Regions from separate parts of the Sus scrofa genome. Here regions 2 and 3 are each linked to region 1. A link is a contact called in public Hi-C and HiChIP or PLAC-seq data. All regions are on one chromosome and are shown on one strand. The core of a region is the stretch at or near the end of the contact, and the rest is flanking DNA. Distances in the headings are between cores, read along the strand shown.

The links. Hi-C and Micro-C count contacts between places; a contact is called where the count stands out from the background. HiChIP or PLAC-seq counts read pairs in DNA pulled down with a chosen protein or histone mark.
Region 2: an H3K27ac HiChIP or PLAC-seq map of alveolar macrophages shows a contact between it and region 1, with 6 times the contacts expected there. The contact joins two enhancer-like sites. A contact is called at or near these places in 3 of 47 Hi-C or Micro-C datasets (all in liver) and 1 of 2 datasets of contacts at active chromatin or transcription factors (alveolar macrophages).
Region 3: a Hi-C map of alveolar macrophages shows a contact between it and region 1, with 4 times the contacts expected there. The contact joins two enhancer-like sites. A contact is called at or near these places in 1 of 5 promoter capture datasets (liver), 21 of 47 Hi-C or Micro-C datasets (adipose tissue, alveolar macrophages, blood and 10 more) and 2 of 2 datasets of contacts at active chromatin or transcription factors (alveolar macrophages and skeletal muscle).

The regions. Positions count from the first base shown.
Region 1 is chr1:26,393,363-26,397,198 of Sscrofa11.1, forward strand. No RefSeq gene overlaps it. Among named protein-coding and RNA genes, the nearest start is that of TNFAIP3, 91 kb to the right of the region's middle. Within about 2 kb of position 2,234, at least 7 of the 83 cell types and tissues checked have an H3K27ac peak or open chromatin away from gene starts, as enhancers often do. A contact at or near this core is called in alveolar macrophages, where this site is marked.
Region 2 is chr1:26,616,154-26,619,989 of Sscrofa11.1, forward strand. No RefSeq gene overlaps it. Among named protein-coding and RNA genes, the nearest start is that of TNFAIP3, 130 kb to the left of the region's middle. Within about 2 kb of position 1,863, at least 12 of the 83 cell types and tissues checked have an H3K27ac peak or open chromatin away from gene starts, as enhancers often do. A contact at or near this core is called in alveolar macrophages, where this site is marked.
Region 3 is chr1:26,561,877-26,565,712 of Sscrofa11.1, forward strand. No RefSeq gene overlaps it. Among named protein-coding and RNA genes, the nearest start is that of TNFAIP3, 78 kb to the left of the region's middle. Within about 2 kb of position 2,170, at least 12 of the 83 cell types and tissues checked have an H3K27ac peak or open chromatin away from gene starts, as enhancers often do. A contact at or near this core is called in alveolar macrophages, where this site is marked.

The sequences.
Region 1 (3,836 bases), core at 984-3,483:
ACATAGAGTCGAACGTGCAAAGCTTCTGAACAAAGAGAACCACGGAACTGAGGGTAAACTCCCCAGGCACAGCAGAAGGCAGGTGCTTTCACTCACGGAGGCTGCGGGAACCGGTCTCACACTTGCCCCCCAAACCCTTATCACGTTCGATGTTTGTGCCAAAGGAAGGTCCCGTCTGCCTCTCCATCTCTCCTCCCAGGGAGCTCCCAGAATCGTTTGTGGGGATAATGGGCTTCTGATTCCAGGGCTGCCATAGACAAGCTTGAGGATCACCAGGCTCACCGGGCTGGCTTCTTGTCTGAAAACTGTGACAAGGGTCCTATCATTGTCTCCATCACCCTAAAACCTATCTTATTGCCCTGTTGCTGAAAACCATGTTCCAAGGCAGGTTAAATAAATATTTCTGAGCATTTACCTTGCAGCAAAAGAAATGCCCTGAGCCACTACCCTCTTGTAACAGGAAAGAGAGGTGAAAAAAATGAATTATCGGCATGAGGATTGTTACAGAGAAATACTGGCGCTTGCACGGGGGCACCCGCCTGGTGAGAGGATGCCCAGTGCTCAAGTTGGAAGAAGGCAAATGCAGATGGGACATGGGGGGGCGAGGGAAGTGGGCCAGGAATCAGACAGGTTAGGGGTTTCAGACTTTAATCTGAGGTGGGGGAGGGGCTCAAAGGACATTAGGATAGTTACAGGATCAGATGAGAATTTTGGGGGGAGTTCCTATTGTGGCTCAGCAGTAATGAACCTGATTAGTATCCATGAGGATGCAGGTGTGATCCCTGGCCTTGCTCAGTGGGTTAAGGATCTGGCGTTGCTGTGAGCTATGGTATAGGCTCTGATTCAACCCCTAACCTGGAAACTGCCATATGCCATGGTTGCAGCCCTGAAAAGAAAAGAAAAAAAAAAAAGCCTTTTAAAGAGATGCAATATGGCTGTAGCATGGAGATTGCATGTGTGTGTGTGTGAGTGTGTGAGAGTGATGGATGTGGGAAGGCTGGGACAGGGGCAACAGAGGGATGACTTTCATTTTGGATCTGCTGAGTTTGAGGTTCCAGCATCATTTAAGGGATCCAGATCCTTCAGAGCTTTTGTTAAATATCAGCTTGATATTTTGTGTAACTCCTCTGCTCTAACAAGGCAGTGGACACACCCATGTGTTGTTTTGTTGAACAAATACAATTTTGACCTTTGCAAATATCTCGCTAACTTTTTTTGTGTTGTGTTCCGTCTGTCCCAAAGTATTTGTTTTTGTTTTTTGTCTTTTTGCTATTTCTTGGGCTGCTCCCGAGGCACATGGAGGTTCCCGGGCTAGGGGTCCAATCGGAGCTGTAGCCACCGGCCTCCGCCAGAGCCACAGCAATGCTGGATCCAAGCCGCATCTGCAACCTACACCACAGCTCACGGCAACGCCGGATCGTTAACCCACTGAGCAAGGGCAGGGACCGAACCCACAACCTCATGGTTCCTAGTCGGATTCGTTAACCACTGCGCCACGACGGGAACTCCTGTCCCAAAGTATTTGACTGTTGGTTACTTACCTAGGTTAACGTCAGGATCACGATTTAAGGCAATTCCCCACGTTAATCCAGGAGTTCTTGAATCTGCATGGTTGACTTGATAAAAAATAATTCTGAACACTTACAAACTGAGAAGTTCCTTCTAAAGAGCTAACATGGGAGTTCCCGTTGTGGCTCAGTGGGTTAAGAACCTTACTATTACTCACAGGATGTGGGTTCCATTCCTGGTCTTGCTCAGTGGGCTAAGGATCTCGTGTTGCCATAAGCTGCAGCATAGTTCGCAGATGCAGCTTGGATCCAGAGTGGCTGTGTCTGTGGGGTAGGCTGGCAGCTGCAGCTCCAGTTTCAGCTCTAGCCTGGGAACTTCCATATGCCACAGGTGTGGCCCTAAAAAATAAAAAAATAAAGAGCTAACATATGCCATAGGTGTATTTGAAGGTGTTTTTCTATGCTCAAGGGTTTTCATGACTCAGATTGGTAACAATAAATTTGCCTCCTTTCCTGGGAGAAATCACAGGCTTTGGAAGGAGGGTGAATTGTAGGGATTGAGGGGGCCTTAGCTTTGGGTCCTGGCTCTTAAAGTCAAGAGATCTCCTCAATTCTTAGTTAACTAGGGCTGCAAGTGCCCAGCAGGACATTTTCAGGTACTTCAATAATTCTGCCATTTCAGTCCCATTAAGTCCATTTATTGGACTGGTGGAATACCTGAATTTGCCACAAGATGGCAGCACAAAGTTATTTTTAAAAAAGTATCAGTCTAGCGCTCACATAGAGAACTAGAAAGGAAACACAGCTAAGAATTTTTCTTCTTGTTCCTAGAGTTGGAAAGAAAGCAAGAAATAAAATATGGAAGGAAGTAACAAAGGAAAAAAGAAAGTTGGATGGAGGAGGGAGAGGTGGCAATGAAAAAAGAAAGTAAGAGAACAAAGCAAAAACATTTTGCAAATATTCAGCTAGATTATATTTAACTTAAAAAAAGAACCAAGCCACCAATGCAGGAAATTTCCGAGAGAGGAAACCGGTGTTATAACCACATTTATTCACAGCCTCGATGTGTCAGTATAAGATAGACATTTGACCTTCTTATAAAAGCAGTTGTTTCTTTGGGAAACTCTGAGAATGAATTAACATTTACAAGGGTTCTGGTCCCATTAAGTCAGTCTCACATTACTACAATTATCAGCTTGGATTCAAGAACTTAATGTATCTAGTACCCTTCATAGAGGGCTTTCACGTTGGTTTCCATGTTAAATTGTGTGGGGGATCTAGGAGACATTATTCAGGAAGAGAATAATCAGACACCCATGGCAATAATGCCTTGGTGCGTTGGGGATGAAAATGGTGCTACCAGCTCAGGGCTCCTAGAAGCACCTGAGCTGAGAAGAATTCTTTCATTGCTGGCCCATCGATTCTCCACTGACCACGCATCATGTATTTGACCAACAGTTGATCTCTTCTGGCTCTGTGCTCTCCCCTCTGTCTCATGAATCTAGCATAGCAGAGAGTTCAGGAAAGGGAGTGATCCTAAGAATGGTGATTGCTTCCTCTTTAGAGTGAGGTTTTTCCAACTTGACACTAATGACATTTGGGGACAGATAACTCTTTATTGAGGAGGGGGAAGGGCTGTCCTTCCCATGGCAGGATCCTGAGCAGCATCTTTGGTGTGTACCAGTAGATACACCTGTAACACCCTCTCAAGTTATGACATCCAAACACAGCTCCAGACATTGCCAAGGATCCCCTGGGGAGCAAATTTGTCTCCACCTCCCCATTTGAGAAGCACTGCTGTAGATAAACTCAAATTACAAAAATGAAGGAAATCCTTGCTAGCCCACTCATGGGCAAAACGCATACTGAATCATCAGACAAGTGTGTGTTCTTCAAATCTCTGTTAGGGTTTTCCAAGTATGAAATCAGACATAAATACCTTTATCAGAGTCAGGTAAGGTTCCGTATATGAAACAAATCAACAAATATTTACTATAAATGTGCTGTTGAGCAAAGACCTACACCAGGCACTGTAGGGCACACAAACCAGTGGAAGAATTTTTCCAGAAATGAAAAAAATTAGTGCTAGTTGAATCCTATGTGCCAGACACTTTTTTCTAACCATCACAAATGTCCCTTTTCTGTTCATCTCCTTTGAACTCTGCAAGCTCTCTATGAAGAAATGTTATTTGCATTTTACAGGTAAAGAAAAGGAGGTTGAGAAAAGGTTAGTCACTGGCTCAATGTCACATTACGAGTAGATGACAAAGGTCAGTCTTTCTTTCTTTCTTTCTTTCTTTTTTTTTGTCTTTTTGCTATTTCTTGGGC
Region 2 (3,836 bases), core at 613-3,112, 220 kb after region 1:
TGGCTCAGCAGGTTAAGGACTTGTGGTTCTTGTGTTGTCACTGCTGTGGTTCTAGTCACAGCTGTGGTGCAGGCTCAATCCCTGGCCTGGGAACTTATGCATGCTGATGGGGGGCAGGGACCTTTGGTAGGAAAAGTGATAAATCTGCATAAACAGGGAAGGGAGGGTATGGAAATTCATCACTCATATTTAAGTCCTTCCACCATAATGGTTCTGTCACCACATCCATGGAATCAGAAGGAAGTGTGGAGAAGGCAGAGATGAGTTACTTGTGTATCATACACAAATTGAAACCCACTAGTTCCCCTCCCCTCTCTGTCATCCATTATTTCCCCAGTGGTCCCAAGGGTGAAACAGGGCAACCTGACATTAGACCCAGGAGACGGAAGAGAGAGTTTGGCACTGACTTAAAGCAAAGCTCCTGATAAATATCAAATTCCCTTTCCTTTACATAAATACATAAATCATGTACTCAAAAAATTCTCTGTGATCTGACTTGAACATGAAATCAGATTGATACCTAACCTGCTACATTCTTTGGTCCACCAAAATGGGTTTAAAACTGAGATTTTGTGGCTTTCTAAGCTGGTTTAATGAGGAAGCCAAGTTTGGCTTTTCCGGGTTTTAAGCTAAAAGAGGTTCTGGTAAAAAAACAAACCAAACTTCCCCTTCCCACTTTGTTTCTCCTCTTTCATAGCTTTGCATTCTTCCAGAATATCCATCATCTCAAATTAGAGTGGGACACCCTGGAGATCATTATAAGTAGCAGAAACTAACTTTTTGATGTCTTAACTTCTCAAGTATTGTGCTAAAGGTTGTGTATTCATGATTGCCATACAAAGATATTTATGGGATGAGGTCTCTTTGATTGGAACCCTAGTCTTTTTTGGTCTATCGCTGCTTAACCGTAATCTGTGTCCAGGGCATTGTGCAATGTATCCGGGATTTTATATCAGAGGGAGCCTTGGCTTAGGTATAAGCTCTTTGTGAACAAATTCACTCTGAAATCCCAGAAAGTCCAAAGATGAGTCATCTGGTATATAGTCGCCCTGGTATATGAATCTCTGCTCACACTGTTGCTATCTAGTGTGTTGATCAGAGTGTAAATGAGGGCGTAGAGTGGGTGGTAGATGTAGGAAGAAGGCAATTTGATGAATGGCAGCTATTAAAATGAAACAAGGAAGGAGCAGCAGGAAATTTGTGGTTCAGGCCACTCTGCCATGTGCGGAGGGACCCTGTATTGGCAGCCACAAGCTGGCAGAATAAAGGAAATAAGCTGTTAACTTCTGAAGTGTAGAGGGTGGTCAGAGTTCTCTTTGAATCATAAAAACCTTACTGCACATCAGCATTGATTGGAAACAGAAAGGAGACAAAGTAATCAATTTTGTACTTGCTTTCCCAGATCACATAGACTGTTTCTAAATACACAGCAAAAGGCCTCCTCAAGAGAAAAAAAACACACCCCTTCCTCCATCTCCCTGACTTATTTGTAACTTCTGTCAACTTCATAAATTTGATTCCTTCATCTTTTATTATAAACCCATTTTCCCTTCATTTATCTTGCAGCGTGAAATACAGAGAATTAGAAAGAAAAGCAGTATTTCAAGTTGAAGACGCACAGTCCTAGTGCTGCTTTTTAAAAAAGGCAAGAGTGGGTCAACTCTGTGGGGGGCGGGGGGAGGAGGGGGAAGCACCAACTCTGTGCCAGGTTTTTTTTTTTTTTTTTTTTGTCTTCTTCGTGTATGTAATAATAGTGAGGTACTTCATATGAGCTTGCAAAATCTGATTTAGGCAGATGGGTGTTTGCACTGCTCTTCCTGACCGGAGGTGGAGGTCAGGGGTGGAGGAAGCTGGGATCTACAGCTTGAGAAAAGGCGGGGTTAGTTGGAGTGGACACAATGCACCCCCACCTCCTGTGGGTTCTGTGCTCTCACTGGCTTCTCATTCTGCTCTGGGTTATCTTTCAAAACCTTCTTCAAGTATTGTCTCTCGGGAAATCTTTTTCCATATACACTCCCTGCTCTCGCCCCAGCCCCCGTCATGAATCCTTTTCCCTGTGCTACTTTGAGACTTTGTGCGTATCTCAATAGATTGAAACCAGGGACTTGTATTGTTTCCGTGTCTCTCCTACTCGTGTATAAACCCTCACAGAGAATAGATGTCATTTTGCCTGTAATCCTGATAAGCGAATGTCAGAGCGTAGGGACCAAATAAATGTACCATTACTGACCAGGTTGCACTCATTTGGATGTGGCATGTAGGCAGTCCAGAACTTCACTGTTCCCTAAGCGCAGGATCAGTTGTACTGATGTTTTATTTTCTGGCAAGTTTCCCTCAAACCCAGTTCTGATCTATTGTGAAATGTCTTTCTCATGAACCACTTCCTCTTCCATCCTCTTAACACACATGCACACATAGTCCAGGAGGGATGTTTGTGGATTCTAGGCGGTGATGGGGGAAATGAAAATACCATGTTGCACTAACTCTAAAACACAGAATTTTCTCACCTTTTGAATTGAAATTGGGCATATCTTAATATCCTATACTGGCATTGAGGATTATTATACCCCTGAGATACTAAATGGATGGTATCTTGCAATTAGGATTGGCCGTGATTTTTGCTTTCTGAATTGTACCTCAGATAACACATCTTTCAACAAAGGTATCTTAGATTTGTTGAAATATGGTGCTAGTGGCCAGGTCAGCCCTACCAGGTTATATGGTGAATTCAGCATATGTTCCAAGTGCTGTATTAAAGAAAAAAACCCCAAACAGACTTTTTCATAATAGAATGAGAGGGGCAGATTTAAGAGTCAAAGGGCAAAGTTCATGTGGTAGTTATTGTTACTTCTCTGGCATCTGACCTACTTTGTGCCTATTATAGGAATACTTAATATGTAAAAATAATTCCTAACAGTTTTGGGGTCTTTACTCTGTGATAGTCACTGTGTTTTATTTTTTTTTTTAAATTTTAAACAAAAATAAAAATCCAAGCAAATATATTGATATTTCAACTGAATAAAGTGTGTTTTAAGTGCTTTTCACAATCCAGTTATCAACTCTCAGGACATCATCTTGAGAGGATTTGAATATGATCCCCATTTTTCAGATGCATAGAGTGAGGGTAGATGGATAATATGCCTAGGTCTGTAAATAGTAAGTGGCATAGCTGTGGTCCCTCTGACTTCAAAGGCCATACTCTTATTCTCAGTATGCTTTCCCCCTACTGGATATTGATTTTGAATAAGTGATATTTCTACTGATCTTGATGGTCATTTGCTTGGTCACAGTTATCCATTCTCAACTTCCTTTCCAAATTGTCTGCTTTCCCAGGCACCATAGTGTCCAGTGGTCATTAAATGACTACCTTCGATTTCATATTTGGGTAAATATTGCTAAACAGTCTGTTGGAAAAAAATATGCTCTTTGCTTAGTGGTAACAGGGCAAACTCTATCAAAATGAAAAATCTGCTAAGAATGGTTTGTGATTATGATGGTATTGTATTTCATAAGTGCAATATTGTGGAAGTCAAATACAATTTTTTGAAAGTAGAAGAAAAAAATGTAATCTCTTTTTGGTAGAATTGTCACCTTTGAGGTCATGGAGAAAAAAACAAGTTCAATGGGTTTGACTAACCTCTTCTGTTGGAGCTGAGATCAGTTTTCTCCAACACCAAGAATCCCAAGAGTTAGTTATCTTAAGAAATTACTGAGGAAATTCACTTCAGGTACTCAAGATTGTGTTAGACGAGTCATCTTTTCTTTTTCTCTTCATTACAGAGATCAGAACAAGGGGTGGTGGAGTGGACGCCATGCTGGATGATGGAAGACCCCCT
Region 3 (3,836 bases), core at 920-3,419, 170 kb after region 1:
TGAGTGTGGGGGGCATAGGGGACATGGGAGCACATGCTCCTTGTTGCTCAATTTTGCTGTGAACCTAAAATTGCTCTAAAAATAAAATCTATTTAAAAAGAAAAAAATGTGTGAGCCACAAGCCCACAGGAACCTAACCCTTGGTTTCCTCAGAAACAATGGTCCAGTATTTGCTAATTCAGTGCTTGTGGTGATCTTATAGAACAGACTGTAGTGAATAAAAATTGACTGATAGAGTCTCACTCCAGGCCAAAAACCAGGAAGGGGCAAATGGGATATTCCTCGGGCTGTTGGCCTATCCCCTTCCATTCCTTCTCCTTCCTTACCTTCTCTGCGGTCCAGAAAAGAAAGTCCCCCTTCCCCACCACACACTCTGCCCTTCACTAATCTACTTCCTGTTCTTGAAATATCTCATGTAAAAGTCTGGGATCTAGTTGGTCAGGCAGGTTCATTGTTAAGCTAAAGGGGTAAAGACACGGGGACAATCTTTCTCAAAGACTTAGGCAAGTTCGTAAAGCTGATGTTAGGTTTCAAAATCCCACTAGGGAATGCCAGGTGGTTATTCTCTTCCATCTTCTCAGATTTCTTCTGATATTCCCCCAAATCTCCTGCTGTGCCCTGCCTTCCTCACCTCTGGATATTCCATGCCAATGAAGAAAAAAGATTATGCCCTGGCAAGGCAAAGAGAGCACAGCCCATCAACCATTTGTGCCAAGTTGTCTTCATTTTCTCTGGGCCTGGAAGACTCGCAGCGCAGAGCTGTGCACCATGACAAGAGCAGGTGCTCAGTCAGGGACCACACCTGAGCCAGAAGCAGTTGAGTAAGAAGCACCATGTGGTTGCCACACCTCCAAACGGCAGGTGTCGATGTGTATCTTTTCCCCTTCCTTCTTCCTCCTTTGATTGTCACACCTTAGTGATCCTGTAACCAAATCTCTTTAAGGATAAAACCTCCAGGAGACACAGTCATCTTGGTGATGCTTTTTCTAGCCTAGTCTTGAGCACTGCCCAACACCCCCTGCCCCCCGTGGCTGCCAGCTCTTAAGGCATCACGTGGTCTTCAGGTTTTCATCAAATATCTTCACATCCTTCCATTATGTAGGTGGCACTTGGGAAAGTGCCCCTAACGATTTGAAATGAAACTGCACTCTAGGAGTTCCCGTTGTGGCTCAGTGGGTTAAGAACCTGATCTAGTGTCTGTGAGGATGTGGGTTTGATCCCTGGCCTCTCTCAGTGGCTTAAGGATCCAGTATTGTTGCATGCTGTGATCCAGATGTGGCTCAGATCCAGTGTCGCCATGGTTGTGGCTAGGCTGGCAGCTGCAGCTCTGATTCAACCCCTAATCCGGGAACTTCCATATGCTGCAGGTGCAGCCATAAAAAAAAAAAAAAAAAAAAAAAAAAAAAAAAAAAAAAAAAAGAGAGAGAGAGAGAGAGAGAGAGGAAGAGCGACTGCATCCTATCCATTAAATGAGGAAATAATTTCCAGACTAGAGAGGCTGTGTTTAAAACCACTGACAGGTTTATCTCCTGTCAGTATCAGCCTAACTTGGGCCTGGGACCTGGGTTTGGTGATTTTGGGGGATGGAAATACACCTGTCTCCACTGTTTATTTCCCCTCAAATGGATCTTTTTTATTCTGAGTCCCAGAGAATGGGAAATTGTTTTATAAATATATAAATATCATTTTTTTAAGGTGAAAAAAGAAAAGAACCAAGCACACCAGACCAGCACAGCCCTAGAAAGATAGAAAGCGACCCTATTGAATGGCTACTGGTAAACAAGGGAAAGTAGTCACATAGTTAAAGAAAAAAAAGTGTCAACCAGAAAAGGAATTCATCAGCAATGGACACAGAGGAAAAAGAGACTCCCAAAGACATGTGTAAGAAGAGGGCTCTCTATCAGTGACCATGCACTTGGTCTGTCCCGCAAGTTTATCTCCAATTTGAAGATGGACACAACACAGCTCTAAGCCACTGTGCCCTGATTACCTTGACTGCCATCCATGCTGACCAAGCACTTTGGTGATAAGGTAGCTTGTCTAGAAGGGCAGAGGAGGCTACTCAGGCCATCATGGATGTAAAATTCTGAATTAGCATTCTAGCTTTACACATCACTGACTTCTGGGCTTTGTTTGAATGACTCAGCTTTGCAAGTCTAGCCAACCCTGGGACACTTACAAGATCATTTCTGCACCTACAAGATTATGAACGCAATTTGGGGAAGTAGTGGGTTCTCCAAAGAAAATGCTGAGTTGTAGGGTCTGTTTTTGGGGCCAGCCAGTCTCCACATCACTCTCTAAAACTTCTCCACCCTACTTTAGCCTGCTGGGCCTAAACCCCAATGCTTGGGTAATGCACAAGAAAGCTATTTCCTTTGCTAGATGATTATATTGCTTCTCGCTGCCAGGCTGGTTGGAAATACCCTGGGGGCCTTGTTATCCCACAGTACCAGACACTTCTGCTTCTGGTGAGACAGAGCTCTCAAGAGCTTACCATTTGTCAAACATAGCGTAAATTCATTTAAAAAAAAAAATTACCAATACTTTTACAACTTCAGGCAAAAAGTTTCTGGGGAGTTTGGGTTTTAAGAGGAACTTCTCCTCCACTCCCACCCCTCCCACCCCTCCCACCCAGTTTCCCAATCTAGATCACATCGTCGGCTGCAGGCACTCTATCAACGTGGGATTTCTCTTTTAAGCATTGCTGTGTCGTCTTTTATCAAACAGAGGTGGCATTAGTCAAAGGAGTGGGCTGAAGTTGTTTCATTTCAAGAGTTGGTTGAAGCTACCATTTCCACCACCAAATTAAAAATATAAATGGGTTTAAAATGCACCCGAGAGCTTGGTTGGCTGCCTTGGCCATTTTCTAGCAACTTCTCTTCCCTTCTAGGCAGGTATTAGTGCTCTGAGGATTCTGCCCTGACAGCCATGAGGACACTTGTACAGAGAAAAGCCCGATTGTCTTCATTCCTGAAGAATAGTGCCTAATAGCACAGTGGCAGCAGTGTTCAGTGTGCATGTCTTAAATATTGGGTTTGGAATGTGATTCTGACCTCATAATGAACTATCAATCCTATAAGAATCTTCATTTGATATATGACTCAAGTCAGCCTTAGTCTGGCTCTGGTTGGACTGACATTCAGCAGTTCTCCGCAGAGCTTAGCAGTTGTCTGTTTCTGGTTTTATCATCTATTACTTGGATTTGCTTTCACGATCTAGATGAAAATCCAATTCCACCAAACGTGTGACGATCACTGGCAAAGGCTAAATTTTATCTGCTTATCAATTGACAGTAGACTCATATTTTTATAAACAAAAAGTAGCATTTTCAAGACTATTATATGACATTTCCTAAGTAGGAACTTTAATATGACTTGGAACCATTTTAATAATGGACTTTAAGGTACTAACACATGTTTTTATATGGCCAACATTCGCTTCTAGTTAATTCTAAGTTTTACCTTATCCATCTCTTAGTCACCTAAGGGAGGAATTGGCACACAGAGCAACTTTTTTGGTCTGGGCTGATTTTTGTTCTTGCTGCTAGTATCTACATTTTGATTTCAAGGGTATTCTGAAGGTCTACCAGTTTTCAGCGCTTCCAAAGCACCCACTCTCACTCCCACCACTTACCCCAGCATTAAATCAGAGCTCACTGTCAGGGTAGTGTTAGAAGGTACTTATTTGGTGCCATCTATGCAGGTCTTATTTTTAGGAAAATGTTAAATCATTGGGGGAAAACGGCTGACAACAACCGTATTATATTAATTTCCCAGTTAGTGCCATCTGCAATACCATTAATATTTAGTCTGATGATTTTCTGGGGGAAGAAAACC